Regions from separate parts of the Oryctolagus cuniculus genome. Here region 1 is linked to region 2. Evidence: chromatin contacts called from public Micro-C data. All regions are on one chromosome and are shown on one strand. Each heading gives the region's core, a stretch centred on a gene start, on an enhancer-like site or on the middle of the called end of the contact. The rest is flanking DNA. Distances are from core to core; before and after follow the strand shown. Region 1 has its middle 35 kb from the start of ZFP90. Region 2 holds the start of ZFP90 (ZFP90 zinc finger protein).

Region 1 (7,216 bases), core at 940-3,439, 33 kb after region 2:
ATAGGCCTTCCCTCCTTGCAGATCCCAAAGCTACCACTCCCATGCATTGGTTCACTCCCCAAATGCCTGCAAATGACCTGGTTTAGGGCTGAAGCCAGAAGCCAGGAATTCAATCCAGGCCTGCCATTTAGGTGGCAGGAACCCAACTATTTGAGCCATCACCACTGCCTCCCACGGTGCACATTAGCAGCAGGCTGGAATCAAGAGGAGAGCCCAGCCTGGAAACTGATATACCGTGTAGCAGGTGTCCCAACCAGTGTTGTAACTGCTAGGCCAAACGCCTGCCCCACTTTTTAATTTTGTTTTAACATATTTTAATGGATAAAGGAACTAAGAAATTAGAACATGAAATATAAATGATAGTTTAGTGTGGTGTGAACAAGTATCATCAGAATTTGTAGTGATTGCTTTTGGATTTTAGTGTTCAATTTCCAAAGTTAAGAGTTGTCCCAGGATTTTGACAGAGTCATTTCTATTGGTTTGGAGTTGCTGATAAAACCCTAAAATGGAAAACAAAATCGCATGTTCTGCATTCTAAAGGGTGTCACAAAGGACCGGTACATTGTGCCACAGGACTCACTATAACACATGTGCACCACCACTTCATTCTATAGCCCTGTAGAATAAGGTTTTATCCAGAGGAGGCGGACCTCATGCTGCAAGGCCTCTACCCCTCCCCTGACAGATCAGGGAGACTGCGAGTGACTGGAGACGCTAGGGCATCTGAAAACACAGGAGCTTGGCATCTTCATCTGCAGCACACGCGGAGGCCCACTTCAAGGGCTGCCACCTGGAGTTCTGGGAAAACGTGACTGTGACCCAGAAGTGTGTGCACATGCGTGTGAAAGGTGGTGAGAAACAAGTCCCTGGCAGCAGAGTGTGAAGCTCTCTTAAGGGCTGGCATTTGGGTTGTGCCTGGGTAGGGGGAGAGGGAGGACAGGTCTGCTCCTTCTGTTCTCTTTGTTGCCAAAGAGCACAATACAGAATTTCAGTGGTTCCTGCACAGGGTATCCATATAATTGATTGTCCAGGTTGGGACCTCTCGGGATGAAGGAGTTAACTAGATTGGAAGCTCAATCTGGGGTGGAAAACTGGGCTGGTGAACGTCCACCCTGGGCCTGGAAGGGAGGAGGTCAGGTGGTCAAGAGCCATTGGGGGTGTGTCCCACTGGTTGCCCGCCAAAGTAAGGGCTAACGCCAGGAGAGGAGTTAAAGGCGAGGACTGTGTGAGTCCTTAGGAAAAGGCCGGCTGTCCTGCTGGGAATCACAGGGCAGGGGTCAAGCTGAATGCAGGGTTACTGTGGGGGAGGCCACGCTCTCAAGCTGACAGGACTAAGGCAGCCAGATGGGGCACCAGAGCTTCTCCCCTGCCTCACCTTCAATGCCGACTTTCGGTTTCCAACCTCGCCCAACACATGGCAAGGGCAGGGAGTAGAGGGTGTAGGAGGGCATAGGCAGGCAATTGTGAATCTAAGAATATGGCATTTTTAAATGGCTGGGCTAGGGTTCTGTTTTTTGTTTTTTTTTTTTTTTTAAAGAATTATTTATTTTATTTGAAAGAGTTACATGGAGAGAGGAGAGGCAGAGAGAGAGAAAGAGAGGTCTTCCGTCCTCTGCTTCACTCTCCAGTTGGCCCCAACAGCTGGAGCTGTGCCGATCCAAGCCAGGAACCAGGAGCTTCTTCCAGGTCTCCCACGTGGGTGCAGGTGTCCAAGGACTTGGGCCATCTTACACTGCTTTCCCAGGCCATAGCAGAGAGCTTGATCGGAATGGACCAGCCGGGTCTTGAACTCATGCCCATATGGGATGCTGGCACTGCAGGCGGCGGCTTTACCCACTATGCCACATCGCTGGCCCCGGGCTAGGTTTTAATAACCGAAAGTATACAAAATCGTTTCTGCCCAGCTCAAGTTGTCCTAAAGGAGGATTTCATGGCACAGTGGAGTGAGAAGGGCTTCCAATGGTGACACCACCGATTTAGGGCTAACAATACGAAGCTGTGGGTCCACCCTTTAAAGAGGTGTCCAAAGGAGGACCATTGGCGTCCCCTGACATTTGTGAGTGGTGGGTAGGACGCGTATTTCCGCCAGGTGCGTTCGCACAGCGCGGGAAGAGTCTCCGCAGCGCCGGGACGCGAGGCGCGGCTGCAGACTACACTACCCGAAAGCCTTGGCGGCGGCGCACTTCCGCTTCCGTGTACGGCGTCTTCCGCCTCGCGCTCGGACCTGGACAGAGACGGCTTGTGCGTGGTGGTGTGTGCTCCCTGGGCGCGGTGGGAGCGAATGTGGTTCCGCGGCCTCTGCCGAATTCCTTGTCCTTGGGACCCTGTCACCCTCCTCCCGTGGCCGCTCGCGGTCGGGACTAGGACACCCGGGCCAGATACTTCCCCGCTTCTCCCGCGCTTTGCCCTCTGGCGGGATGCAGGCATATGTTAACACGTGACCTCCCGGAAAAATGCGCATAAATTGAACCGTATGAAATTGGCTAGGTAAGCGGAGAAACTCTAGGTGGCCAGGCTTCCGCTTTGAAAAAGTGGCTTTTCCTGAGCAAGTCTAAGTTTCTTGTCCTCTGAAGTAGGGGTGGGTGAAGAGCAGACACCATTCCTCTTCGCTTTCCTGGGGACGGGCAGGGTTCTGTGCAGGCTGGCGGGAGGGAATAATGGCGAGCTAGGCCACCGGGACCGAGTTTTCCACAGAAAATACCGCCGGCGGAGTGAGATGTTCAGAAAAGCATTCCAAAGGCATCAAAGAGCTGACGAGCGCGAAGAATTAGGGATCCACCTCTGAGAAGCAGGGGACACTTCGCAGTCCCAGCACTTGAAGCTGCATTTTGCTGATGAAAACAACGCCTGTCCAGCCCGCCTGTGACGGTGGTGGACTTGATAACCCCATGTTTGAAATGAGGTCCTGGATAAGACACCCTCGGGAAGATGTTGAACTAGAAAAATGATCTCTGACTTAGATATGGCTTCCAAACGGAGGTCACCAGGAGGCGTAGGGAGCCCTGTTAACATTGCCCTAGTGGTGGTGTGCCCTCCTGCTCCGCAGAGACAAAACTATCCTTAGGGAAAAAATCACATAATAAAGTGTTGTTTTTCCTAAGATTTTATTTATTTGTAAGGCAGAGTTAGAGAGAGGGAGAGACAGAAAGGTCTTCCATCCACTGGCTACTCCCCAAATGGCTGCAACAGCCGGAGATGGGCTGATCTGATGCAGGAGCTTCTTGACACATGGGTTCAGGGGCCCAAGGACTTGAGCCACGTTATTATACTGCTCTCCCAGGCCATAGCAGAGAGCTAGATCGAAGAGGAGCAGCCAGAACTTGGACCAGTATCCATATGGGATGCCAGCACTGCAGATGGAGGCTTAGCCCAGTATGCCACAGCGCTGGCCCCATGTTTTATTTTTTTGAGAAAACTCCAAGCACACTCTCAGACATAACCAGAAATACAAGGAAACAATATGATGCAGAAATAACAGACAACAAAGTGCTCACTTCAGATAGTGGAATCATTAGAGAAAGTATAAAATAGCAATTTGTACTATATTTAAAAGTTAAAGACAAGCACAAAAATATCTACAAAAACCAGGAATCATAAAAAAGATATTGCATATTTGAAAAGATAACCAAATAGAATATTTTTAAAGTAGCTTTTAAAAAAAACCCAATTTTGTGTTTAACAGCAAACTAGATATGAAAGAAGAGAGTTAATGAATTAGAATATGGATGAGAAGAAATTATCTAGAAGCTAGTGAGCAGAGACACTAGTTTGTTGGAAAATATAGATGACAGGCCAAAACATGTTAAAACCCCTAGGTAAGAAGTCCAACATAAATTTAATAATTTCCAAAAGGAAAATAAAAAGCTATGTGAAATTCTTTTTTTTTTTTTTAATTATTTTTTTTTGACAGGCAGAGTGGACAGTGAGAGAGAGAGACAGAGAGAAAGGTCTTCCTTTGCCGTTGGTTCACCCTCCAATGGCCGTTGCGGCCGGCGCGCTGCGGCCGGAGCACCGCGCTGATCCGATGGCAGGAGCCAGGTGCTTTTCCTGGTCTCCCATGGGGTGCAGGGCCCAAGCACCTGGGCCATCCTCCACTGCACTCCCTGGCCACAGCAGAGAGCTGGCCTGGAAGAGGGGCAACCGGGACAGAATCCCGTGCCCCGACAGGGACTAGAACCCGGTGTGCCGGCGCCGCAAGGCGGAGGATTAGCCTAGTGAGCCGTGGCGCCAGTGCTATGTGAAATTCTTAAAAAGTTAATGGCTGGGAGTGTTCCAGAATTTATGGAAGACATGCCAATATACATATTCAAGGAGCCAAACAAAAAAATCTATAACTAGATACATCAGGATAAAATAATAGAAAATCAAAGGCAGATAAAAATTTTAAAAGCCATTGTAAAATAAAAATGCCTTCAAAGAAATAAAAGCTGACCTCTCACTGGCAACAGTGGAAGCCATGTGAATGAGGAATGAATTCATTCCACCAAAGAAAATACCTGCCCAGCTAGACATAAAAGAAGTCTTTGAGGCGTAAGCACATCGTAAGTCCCTTTTATGCAAGCACAAACGAATTTCATCACGATCAGACCTTACATCTAAAGACTGTGTTTCATATAAAAGGAAAATTATCCCAAATAACCAAAAACATAAGCAAAGATAGAACCCAAAGGAAGTAGCAAATATGGATAAATCTAAGTGATTATAAAGCAACAATGTTATGTATGTTAGCCTTTAAAAGGACAGAGTTAGGAGTCAGAGTTTGGCGAATGGCTGATTCCTGTTAGGACACCTGCATCCCCTGTCAGAATGCTTGGTTTGAGTTCTGGTTCCTCCATTTCCAGTGCAGCTTCCTGCTAATGTGCACCCTGGGAGGCAGCATGTTATGGCTAAAATACTTCGATCTTCGCCACTCACATGGGAGACCCAAGTTAAGTTCCAGGCTCTCGACTTCAGCCTGGTACAACCCTGACTGTTGCAGGCATTTAGGGAATGAACCAGTGGATAAAAGATTTCTCTGTCCCTATCTCTTGGCCTTTCAAAGAAAATTAAATAAATAGAAATAGAAATAAATGCAAATACAGAGTTAGGATTCAAGACACCCTCAGGAAGATGTTGAACTAGAGAAAAATGATCCCTGCCATAGATATGACACTCATTTCTGGCAAAGACAGAATAGCTTTAGTAAATTACGTTTCCTACTAGAAATAACTAGAAGAGATGGAAAAAAAAAAATCCTGAGAGAGAGAAGGCATTGGAAAACTACCAAGGCAGCTAGGAACTGAGGAGCCAGGATGCAAGGGAGGGGGAGCTCATTTAGGTGAATCTGATGTTATGAGCACCTCCTTTTAAAGGAGCAGCTGATGATTCTGGCCTACAGGGATAAGCTGAGGCTTGACAGATCAGCAGATAAGAATCAGATGCGAGAAGTTTTCAGCATTCTCAAGGACATGGAGAGTTTAAGACACCCCCTCCTTCCCATCCATTCCTAAGAGGAACACCCCCAGGTACACCCCAGGCTGTCAACTAGGACACTTTGAAGGGCTCAGCCTGGGAGTAGGGGTAAACCAGAAGACAGACCTTAGGAAGAGAGAAATGTGAGTGACATCAGTGAGGATGGCAGAGTAAGGACCTCCAAAATTATCTGCTCCATAAAAAGCAACAAAAATACTGGTAGAAACTCTCAGAATCACCTTTTTTAAAAAAAATGTTTTATTTATTTATTTGAGAGGTAGAGTTACAGACTGTGAGAGGGAGAGACAGAGAGAAAGGTCTTCCTTCCATTGGTTCACTCCCCAAATGGCCGCAATGACCGGAGCCACGCCAATCCGAAGCCAAGAGCCAGGAGCTTCTTCTGGGTCTCCCACGTTGGGTGCAGGGGCCCAAGGGCTTGGGCCATCTTCTACTGCTTTCCCAGGCTGTAGTAGAGAGCTGGATCAGAAGTGGAGCAGCCAGGACTAGAACCGACGCCCATATGGGATGCTGGCACCACAGGCGGAGTATTAACCTACTGCGCCACAGCGCCGGCCCCAAGAATCACCTTTAGAATTCTGGAATTCAGTCAGTCTTGCAGCAATCTCAGGAACATTTCTAAACTGCGTTTCAGTAAGAACAATGGCCCTGTTCACATATCCTTCTCCTCAGTGCCTCTGTAGCCTTGGGAACCCACAGCCTGGCAGCCACGAGAAAGGGCAGAAGAGAGTTGGCACTTCAAAGTCCCATTCCCAGAGAATTGTCATTAATGAATATTTGATCATATAATGGTTTCCTGTAAGACTCTACTCACAAAATTTATCTTTATTTGGCTTGTCTTGGAGCTTGCCCAGTGCAAACACCCTTTCCCCCAGTGGTGCCTGTTGGAATTGATCAGGACAGTTGTTTAACATCATGGTTATCTAAGGCACTGGGTAAGTCTGTGCAACAGCAAGCTAATCAAAGAGCTTAAAAGAAAAAGCTGGAGAATGAGATGCCCATAAGATGCAGTGAAAAACCCCAACATATCCCTGGGAACCTAGAAAGCTATTCACATGCATTGGGCTGTGTGGCATGCCCAGGGCTGTGCGTGTACTCAGGAAAGATCCAGAAAGGCCCCAAGATCTTACTACTGGCTGAATGTGAGACTCTGTGCAATTAGGAAGTGAGGCAGGTCCAAGGCAGAGTTATAAACTACGTTGCTGGGTAGTAAAGGTGTGCCCTCCCCTGCACTGGAGTCCCTTGCCCTTTGGCGAAGACCGGGAGACTTAGTGGTCCTAGGCATGTAAGAAAATCTCTGTCTAATCGTTAGCGGCGACCAGCTAAGTGAACAGAGATTCCAGTGGCCGCATGACAAAAAATACAGACTTCACAGGATTAGTTCAGACATAAATGAACAGTAGCAACAATGAACAACCCTGGGGAATAGAAGGTTGGAGATCCAGTGATCAGACTCTGGAGAGGGGTTGGGGGTGGGGCTCCATTGATTCAAGGACCCAGCGGGATGGTGGTGAGCCTGCTGAGAGGACTGCAGTGCTGGGAACTTCTCTGGGGCAAGAACAGCCTTTGCGTGGGCAGCCTGTCTAAGCGGGGCTGCAGGACTCCACAAGCTCCCCTCCACCTTGCAGGAGTCGGAAGGAACTCAGTGGGGACCCGCATGTCACAAGTTCTTTACCAGCAGCTAACGCCTCCGAATCCCAGAGATCGGGATTCCAGGAGTGGGAAGTAAAGCGCTGGGATTGGTGGA
Region 2 (7,591 bases), core at 2,455-4,954:
ATCGGAATCCCCACACATTGTTGCTGGGAATGCGAAATAATGCAGCCCCCCTGGAAAACAGACTTGCGATTCCTTAAAATGTCAACCATGAGGCTACCAAATGTCCAGCGACCCCACGTCTCAGTATCGCCCCAAGGGAGATGAAAACATGTCCCCATAAAAGTGTTCACACAACTATTCCTAGCAGTGTTGTTATTATGAATGCATTAAAAGCCAAAGTGTACACATCCCAACTGATGAATGAACACAGTATATCCATATTTACCAGCAATAAAAATGGAATACTTACATGTGCTACCACATGGATGAACCTCAAAAGCACTATGGTGCATGAAAGAAGTCAGTTACAAAAAGAAATCATATATTGCATGATCCCATTTATAGGAAATGTCCAGAATAGGCTAATCTAGTGTACAGAAAACACAGCAAGTTCCTAGGACTGAGAGGTGGCGGGGATGAGATTAGAGAGTGGCCACTATGGGGCACAGTTTTCTTGGGATGATGAAAATGTTTTATAGTGATTTTTGTTTTTTTACTGAATTGTACACTTTCAATTGTGAGACCTATGATAGATAAATGATATCCCAAAAGAGCTATTAAAAAGAAAAAAAGAAAGAGCTGATGTGTGGGGACAAGGGTGGAATGTAGAAAATTCTAGGAGCTGCAGAAAGGGCAGCATTGGGAGCCAAGGGAGGAACAGGCTTCAGGGAGATCAGTCTCAGCTGGGACAGAGGACGATTAAGTCTGGCAGGCAGCAAGCAGAGTAGCCAAGACCTGAACAGGCACCCCGAGATAGGATACCTGCCTGGCAGGCAGCAGCCCCCAATTCTTTCTTGAAGATATTATTCTAAGTGTCTCTGGCTCCCATTGTTGCTATCTTCTAATTTCCATTCCTCCAAAGCTAATCTGTCTTTTCTCTCTAGCTACTTTTAAGATCTTTGAGGGGCTGGCATTGTGGCACAGCTGGGTAAGCCAGCACCTGCTTCGCTGGCATCCCGTGTTGAAGCACCGGTTCGAGTCCCAGCTGCTGCACTTCTGAACCTGCTCCCTGCTAACACGCCTGGGAAAGCAGCAGAAGATGGCCCAAGTACCTGGACCCCTGTCACTCACGTGGGAGACTGGGGTGAAATTCCAGGCTCCTGGCTTCAGCATGGCCCAGCCCTCTTTTTCTCTGTCACTCTTTCTTTCAAATAAATAAACACTTTAAAAAAAAAAAAAAAGATCGTTAGTGTTCTTCAGTGTCCCTGTGCTGTTTGTCAGTGTAAATTTATTTTCATTCATCATGTTTGGACTGCTGGCATTCCAGAATCTGTACATTTGTATCTTTTACCAATTCTGGAAATTCTCAGCCTTTACCTTTTCAAATATTGTCTCAATTTTCTCTATTTCTTATTCTGGAACCCAGATTAGATATGTTATGGCTGAGTCTGGTTTTGTTTTTTTTTTAAGATTTGTTTATTTATTTGAAAGTCAGAGTTACACAGAGAGAGAGGGAGAGAGAGAGAGCTTCCATCTGCTGGTTTACTCCCCAGATGGCTGCAATGGCTGGGGCTAGGTTTGACTAAAGCCAGGAGCTTCTTCCGGGTCTCCCACGAGGGTGGCAGGGGCCCAAGAACTCAGGCCATCTTCCACTGCTTTTCCCAGGCACATTAGCAGGGAGCTGAATTGGAAGTGGAACAGCCAGGACACGAACTGGTGCCCACATGGGGTGGTGGTGTCACAGGTGGTGGGTGGCTTTGCTAGGCCACAATATCAGTCCCATACTTTTATTTTTTGTTTAAGATTTATTTACTTATTTGAAAGAGTTACAGAGAGAAAGAGACACACACAGAGATCTATCCACTGCGTTCACTTTCCAAATGGCCACAGCAGCAGGGGCCAGGCCAAGTCAAAGCTGGAAACCATTCGCTTCATCTGGGTCCTTCCACGTAGGTGGCAGGGGCCCAAACACCTGGGCCATCCTCCACTGCTTTCCCAGGCCGTTAGCTGGGAGCTGGATCGGAAGCAGAGCAGGTGGGATGTGAACCAGCGCCCATATGGGATGCCAGCATCATTGGCAGCGACTTTCCGTGCTATGCCACGATGCCAGCCCCATCTGTACACTTTCTCCTTCATTTTTTTTTCCATCCCATCATTTGTGAATTATTTCCTCAGATCTACATTCTGGTCACTGATGTCTAATCTGCTGTTAATTCTGTGTATTTTATTAATTTTTTAAAGATTTATTTACTTATTTGAAAGAAAAAAAAAAAGAGTTACAGAGAGAGAGAGAGGTCTTCCATCCGGTGGTTCACTCCGCAGATGGCTGCAACGGCTGGAGCTGCGCCGATCTGAAGCCAGGAGCCAGGAGCTTCTTCCAGATCTCCCATACGGGTGCAGGGGCCCAAGAGCTTAGGCCATCCTCTATTGCTTCCCCAAGCCATAGCAGAGAGCTGGATCAGAAGTGCAGCAGCCAGAACTCGAACCGGCGCCCATATGGGATGCTGGCACTGCAGGCGGCGGCTTTACCCCCACAGCGCTGACCCCCATGTCCAAGGTTTAAGACGGCAGTCTCCAGTGGAGGGTTTCACCCTTGGAGTCCCTATTTTTACTGGAGGTTGGGGGTTGTCTCCATTAGACACCCTACTTCAGATGGGACGTGGGCTTTGTTACCTCTCTGGTGCTTCAGGAGCACCAGAAACAAAGCTCAGGGCAGTCTCCCTTGGCAGATAACTTCCAGGGGAAGGCAGGCTTTCAATGTTCTGCCTATACTCGTCATCAGTTTTGTTTCGTTTTTTTTTTTTTTTTTTTTTTCCCTCTGTGTAGTCCTTACCAATTTTCCAGCTCATGCATGCATTTTAAAAGATTTTTAAAATATTCTAAACAACACGGAAGTGCACGTGTGAATTCCTTAGAGGAGACTCAGGGGTGCCCGACTTCGGAGTTCTGGGGCCACAGCCTCTTATCTGCTGTGAACTGCACATCCCTCTCCCGGGGGGTAAACTCCGAGTGCTTTCCACTGCATCCACTTACTCCGGGAGCAATGAAAGCTGGAATCACGAGCTGAGCAGCTGGGACTCACACCAGGAACTCTGACTTGGGATGCGCTTATCTCTAACAGCGGCTTAACCCACTGCACCACGACCCCTTGAAGTTCACCATCTTTGTGCTGAAATTTGCCATCATCTGTGGCTTACTCCAAGCACAACACCCTAAGCAATGCGATAGTAGGTCATGGTCCAACATGGTTGCGGCACAGTCTGGGCGGCACTCGTGCGGGACCTCCCGGAAATTTTTTTCTCTTCTGCGGTATCATTAAATATTTCGTCAAGTTTCTTGATCGTAGTAAGTGTAGTATGGGGAGCCAGTGTGAAGACAGGCCCTGAGAATCGCCTCTTGACAAGGATTCGGGAATGCCCAAGCACTAACGCTGCCTCACTCCCCGTCCTGTCCCATTCTTAACAGCTGACGTCAGAACCTGAAATCATCTCGTGGCTATGTTTACGCTCTTACTGTCTACTTCGTCCACAGGCACCTACGCAGAGACCCCTCCTGCCCAAGCCACAGCTGTCTGACCCCCGCTAGCAAGATGGCGGTGGCTCACTGACCGAGCCCAGTGATTGACAGCCACACCGCTCCCCAGCTCCGCCCTAACCGCGGGCCCCACCGCAGCGCCCCTCGGGGCCGCCTCTGTGGGGGCCTGCGCGCGGGGGCGTCTGGGAAGTGTAGTTCGCGCATCCGCCACCGTCCCGGGGTTGCGGGCGCGAGCCTCCGCGTGCGCAGGCGCACTTCCGGCTCTGCCCGCCGCTGCAGCCATTGTCCGGCCCTGGTGCGGCTGAGGCCGCTCGGGGCAAGCCCATCAGCAGATCAGGATTGGAGAGAACCGAGCCTGCTGCAGGCGCGGGAGGAGCCGGCCAGCGGCTCTGGGTGGCCTGAGGTTGCAAGATTCGGAGGCCCCCGGAGGCGGTGATTCCGAGTGCGCGGGTGGGGGCGGCACTTCTCACGGGTTCGGGAGGTGGGGGGGTGCCCGCAGGCCATCGGCCACCGTGTAGCGGGTGAGACTGGGCGTGACTGCTGTGAGGTGTCCTGGAGGCGGCCGGGCCTTTCAGCTGGGGAAGGAGGCGCGGCGGGCCCGGGCGGGGCCCACGCTCCGCTGCCCGCCGCGCTCGGGCTGCAGCGGCCGAGGGCCGGAGGCGGGGCGGCGGGGCGGGGTGGGACCGGGCGGCGGCCGCAGCCGGTGAGCACGCCCTGTCCTCTCTCCCCAGCTCCGGTCGGGCAGCGGGCCCCGGCGAGGCAGGAATGGCCCCGAGGCCGCCGACGGCCGCGCCCCAGGTGAGCAGCGCGTCCCCGACCTCCGGGGGCGTCCCATCCAGCGAGGCCCCCCCGGGCATGTTTGGGGACTGTTCGTGTCCTCCGCCTGGCGACTTGGAGCCTCGTAGCCACGCGAGAAACCCCGGGGCGCCCAGGGCTGGAGAGAGCGGGATTCCCAACGCGGGGGCCGCCCTGTGGGCTAGAGGGGCCGGGGCCGTGCGGTCTGGTGATGCTGGGCAATGTCCGGCAGTGCTGAGTGCTGAGTGCCACGCCAGTTCTTGAACTCTTGTCCATCCGTGGAGAGGGTGAGGTGACGGACAGGCAGCTGGGGAGGAGGAAGTGAGTGGCGATGAGTGAGGGGAGAGGAACCCAGCGGCTGACCCGGGGGCCACAGAGAAACTTTAGCCGAAGAAGGCCCGTCGGAATCTGCCTAGGAAGAGGCTGGTGGAAACGGGCTTTTTTTTTGGGCAAGGAAGAAAGCAAAAGACAAAATCAGACTGACTTGCCCCGAATTTTTGTCTTTTTTTTTTTTTTTTTTTTTTTTTTTTTTTTTTTTTTTTTTTTTTTTTTTTGACAGGCAGAGTGGACAGTGAGAGAGAGACAGAGAAAGGTCTTCCTTTGCCGTTGGTTCACCCTCCAATGGCCGCCGCGGCCGGCGCCATCTGATGGCAGGAGCCAGGTGCTTTTCCTGGTCTCCCATGGGGTGCAGGGCCCAAGCACCTGGGCCATCCTCCACTGCACTCCCTGGCCACAGCAGAGAGCTGGCCTGGAAGAGGGGCAACCGGGACAGAATCCGGCGCCCCAACCGGGACTAGAACCTGGTGTGCCGGCGCCGCAAGGCGGAGGATTAGCCTAGTGAGCCGCGGCGCCAGCCTTTTCTTGTCTTTTTCTGCCTTGATGAAGGAATGCTAGTGCGCAGCCCCCGGAAGTTCGGCCTGCACCTTGATTAATGTGAATGAAACTGATTTGGGAGCTCATTTAGACTTGCGGCAGAGGGCGCATTTTCTAGAAGCATCCTCACTCGGGGTTATCCGTGGATTTACAGAGTCTGTCGGTGAAAATGTAAGGATCCAGGCCGGCGCCGCGGCTCACTAGGCTAATCCTCCACCTTGCGGCGCCTGCACACCGGGTTCTAGTCCCGGTCGGGGCGCCGGATTCTGTCCCGGTTGCCCCTCTTCCAGGCCAGCTCTCTGCTGTGGCCAGGGAGTGCAGTGGAGGATGGCCCAAGTGCTTGGGCCCTGCACCCCATGGGAGACCAGGAGAAGCACCTGGCTCCTGCCAATGGATCAGCGCGGTGCGCCGGCTGCAGTGCGCGGGCCGCGGCAGCCATTGGAGGGTGAACCAACGGCAAAGGAAGACCTTTCTCTCTGTCTCTCTCTCACTGTCCACTCTGCCTGTCAAAAAAAAAAAAAAAAAAAAAAAAAAAAGGATCCAGATGGCAATGTGTGAGACAGTCATATCAGTCCAGATAAAAATACCAACTAGTAATGTCCTTTAAAAGCAGCTTTTAGGGTGGGTGCCTGGCACTGCTGTTAGGATGCTCCTGGAAATGCCGGCGTCCCATGTCTGGGATCCAGCTGCTGCTCATGCACGTACTAGAAGGCAGCAGGTGGTGGCTTAAGAACTTGAGTCCCTGCCACCACGTAGGAGCCCCTGACGGTCAGTCCCAGGGTCCTGGTTTCCACCTGGCCCAACCCAGGCCTTTGTAGGCCTTTGAAGCAGCACGTGGGAGATCTCTCTCTCTCTCTCTGTGTCTCTTGTCTCTTTGCCTTTCAAATACAATAAGTAAATTAAAAGTGTTTATTAAAAACAACTAGTAATGTCCTTTAAAAGCGTTTTATTGCCTGGGACCCCTGCGTCCCATGGTGGAGTGCCTGGGTTTGAGTCTCAGCTCCACTTCTGGTTCTGGCTTCCTACTGATGCGTACTCCAGAAGGCAGCAGGCAATGGCTCAAGTAGTTGAGTCCCTACCACCTGTGGGAAAGACCTAGCGCAAGTTCCCAGCTCCTGGTCCTGCCTCTGCTGATGTGGAAAGTTGGAGAGTGAGCCAGTGCATGGGAGATCTCTGTCCCTGCCTCTCAAGTAAAACTACAGCGCTTTACAGTAAATAAAAAACACAGCATACAGTGCCTTTAGGTATATTTTTACTTCTTCTGGTTTCTGTTCTTTAGGGAGAGCCCTGAGGAGTAAGACAAGTCACACTACTAGGCCGAGAGAGTTACTTGGTTTGGGGAGAGCCAGAGCAAGCCATTTTCATCTTTGCAAAGAGTTTCCTCCTCAGGAGGGAGAGTTAGGATGACCAGGGGCGTGGGCCTCTGAAGGGGGAGCTGCCTTGTGAGTGGAGAAAGTGTGTGTTCTGAGTGGAGAATTTTAGAGGCTACCTTAAACTTCACTTTTAAGGCTATGTTCCCTAGGCAGTCTGATTTAGTTTTATTCTAATGGAATGACCTGGTGGTGTTCTTGGATTATCTAACTCGCAATAAGCCTGCAATGGGACATGTCAGGCAGAAATCCCTCTTTGTCAGTAATTCCCCTTCTCTGAGCACGGACCTCTGGAAATGCAAGGGTGAGTGAGCGAGTCATGTGACTGCTCGTCTGGACAGTTAGTTCTGCTCCCTGCAGAAGGGATGTCCTGGGCTGCTGCAGAAGTCCAGGAGCTGCTTGAGTTCGGAGAAGGGGCAGGAATTCTCCCTGCAGGACGGAGTCAGAGATGTCTTTGAATAGGGCAGAGGCTGAGCAGAGTGAAGACGCAGTGTCTGGGAGCAGAGCTGATCGACTGGGTCAGAGAAGCTGGGGAGCAAGATGAGGGCCTTGCTCATGGAGCAGTGCCCTGGGAGACACCTGTGGGCTACGGGAAATGAGAAGGCGAGAACAAAAAGGAGTTTGGACTCCTTTTGGCCTTGTAACTCGTTCGTTCTTTCATTCACTTATTCAGCCTATAGTGTGTCGGGCGCTTGTCTAGGCAGTTGTGATACTTCAGTGAACAAAAATCTGTCCAGGACTCTGCCCTCCTGGAGCTTCCATTCTAGGGAGGGGAAGGAGAGGGCTCCAGTGATAAGTAGTATCCTGGAATATCCAGTGATTTGTAGTATCCTGGAAGGTAACTACCTCAAGAAGGAAAAAAGGGGGGAGGGACAGGTAAGGGGCTTGAGTCAGGAGGAGACATTTTGTAGTAGGGGTGTAGTTTTTGGTTTTGTTTTTCTTTTTTTTTCTTTTTTTTTTTTTTTAATTTTTGACAGGCAGAGTGGACAGTGAGAGAGAGAGACAGAGAGAAAGGTCTTCCTTTTTTGCCGTTGGTTCAC

The links. Hi-C and Micro-C count contacts between places; a contact is called where the count stands out from the background.
Region 1: a Micro-C map of ear pinna shows a contact between it and region 2, with 4 times the contacts expected there. The contact joins the enhancer-like site here to the promoter of ZFP90 in region 2. A contact is called at or near these places in 3 of 6 Hi-C or Micro-C datasets (ear pinna, psoas muscle and an unstated tissue).

Annotation. Positions count from the first base shown.
Region 1 is chr18:51,765,887-51,773,102 of mOryCun1.1, forward strand. No RefSeq gene overlaps it. Among named protein-coding and RNA genes, the nearest start is that of ZFP90, 35 kb to the left of the region's middle. Within about 2 kb of position 2,190, at least 8 of the 8 cell types and tissues checked have an H3K27ac peak or open chromatin away from gene starts, as enhancers often do. A contact at or near this core is called in ear pinna, where this site is marked.
Region 2 is chr18:51,730,914-51,738,504 of mOryCun1.1, forward strand. ZFP90 (ZFP90 zinc finger protein) reads left to right here and starts at 3,705. Exons shown (of 4, transcript XM_070062656.1): 1 at 3,705-3,963.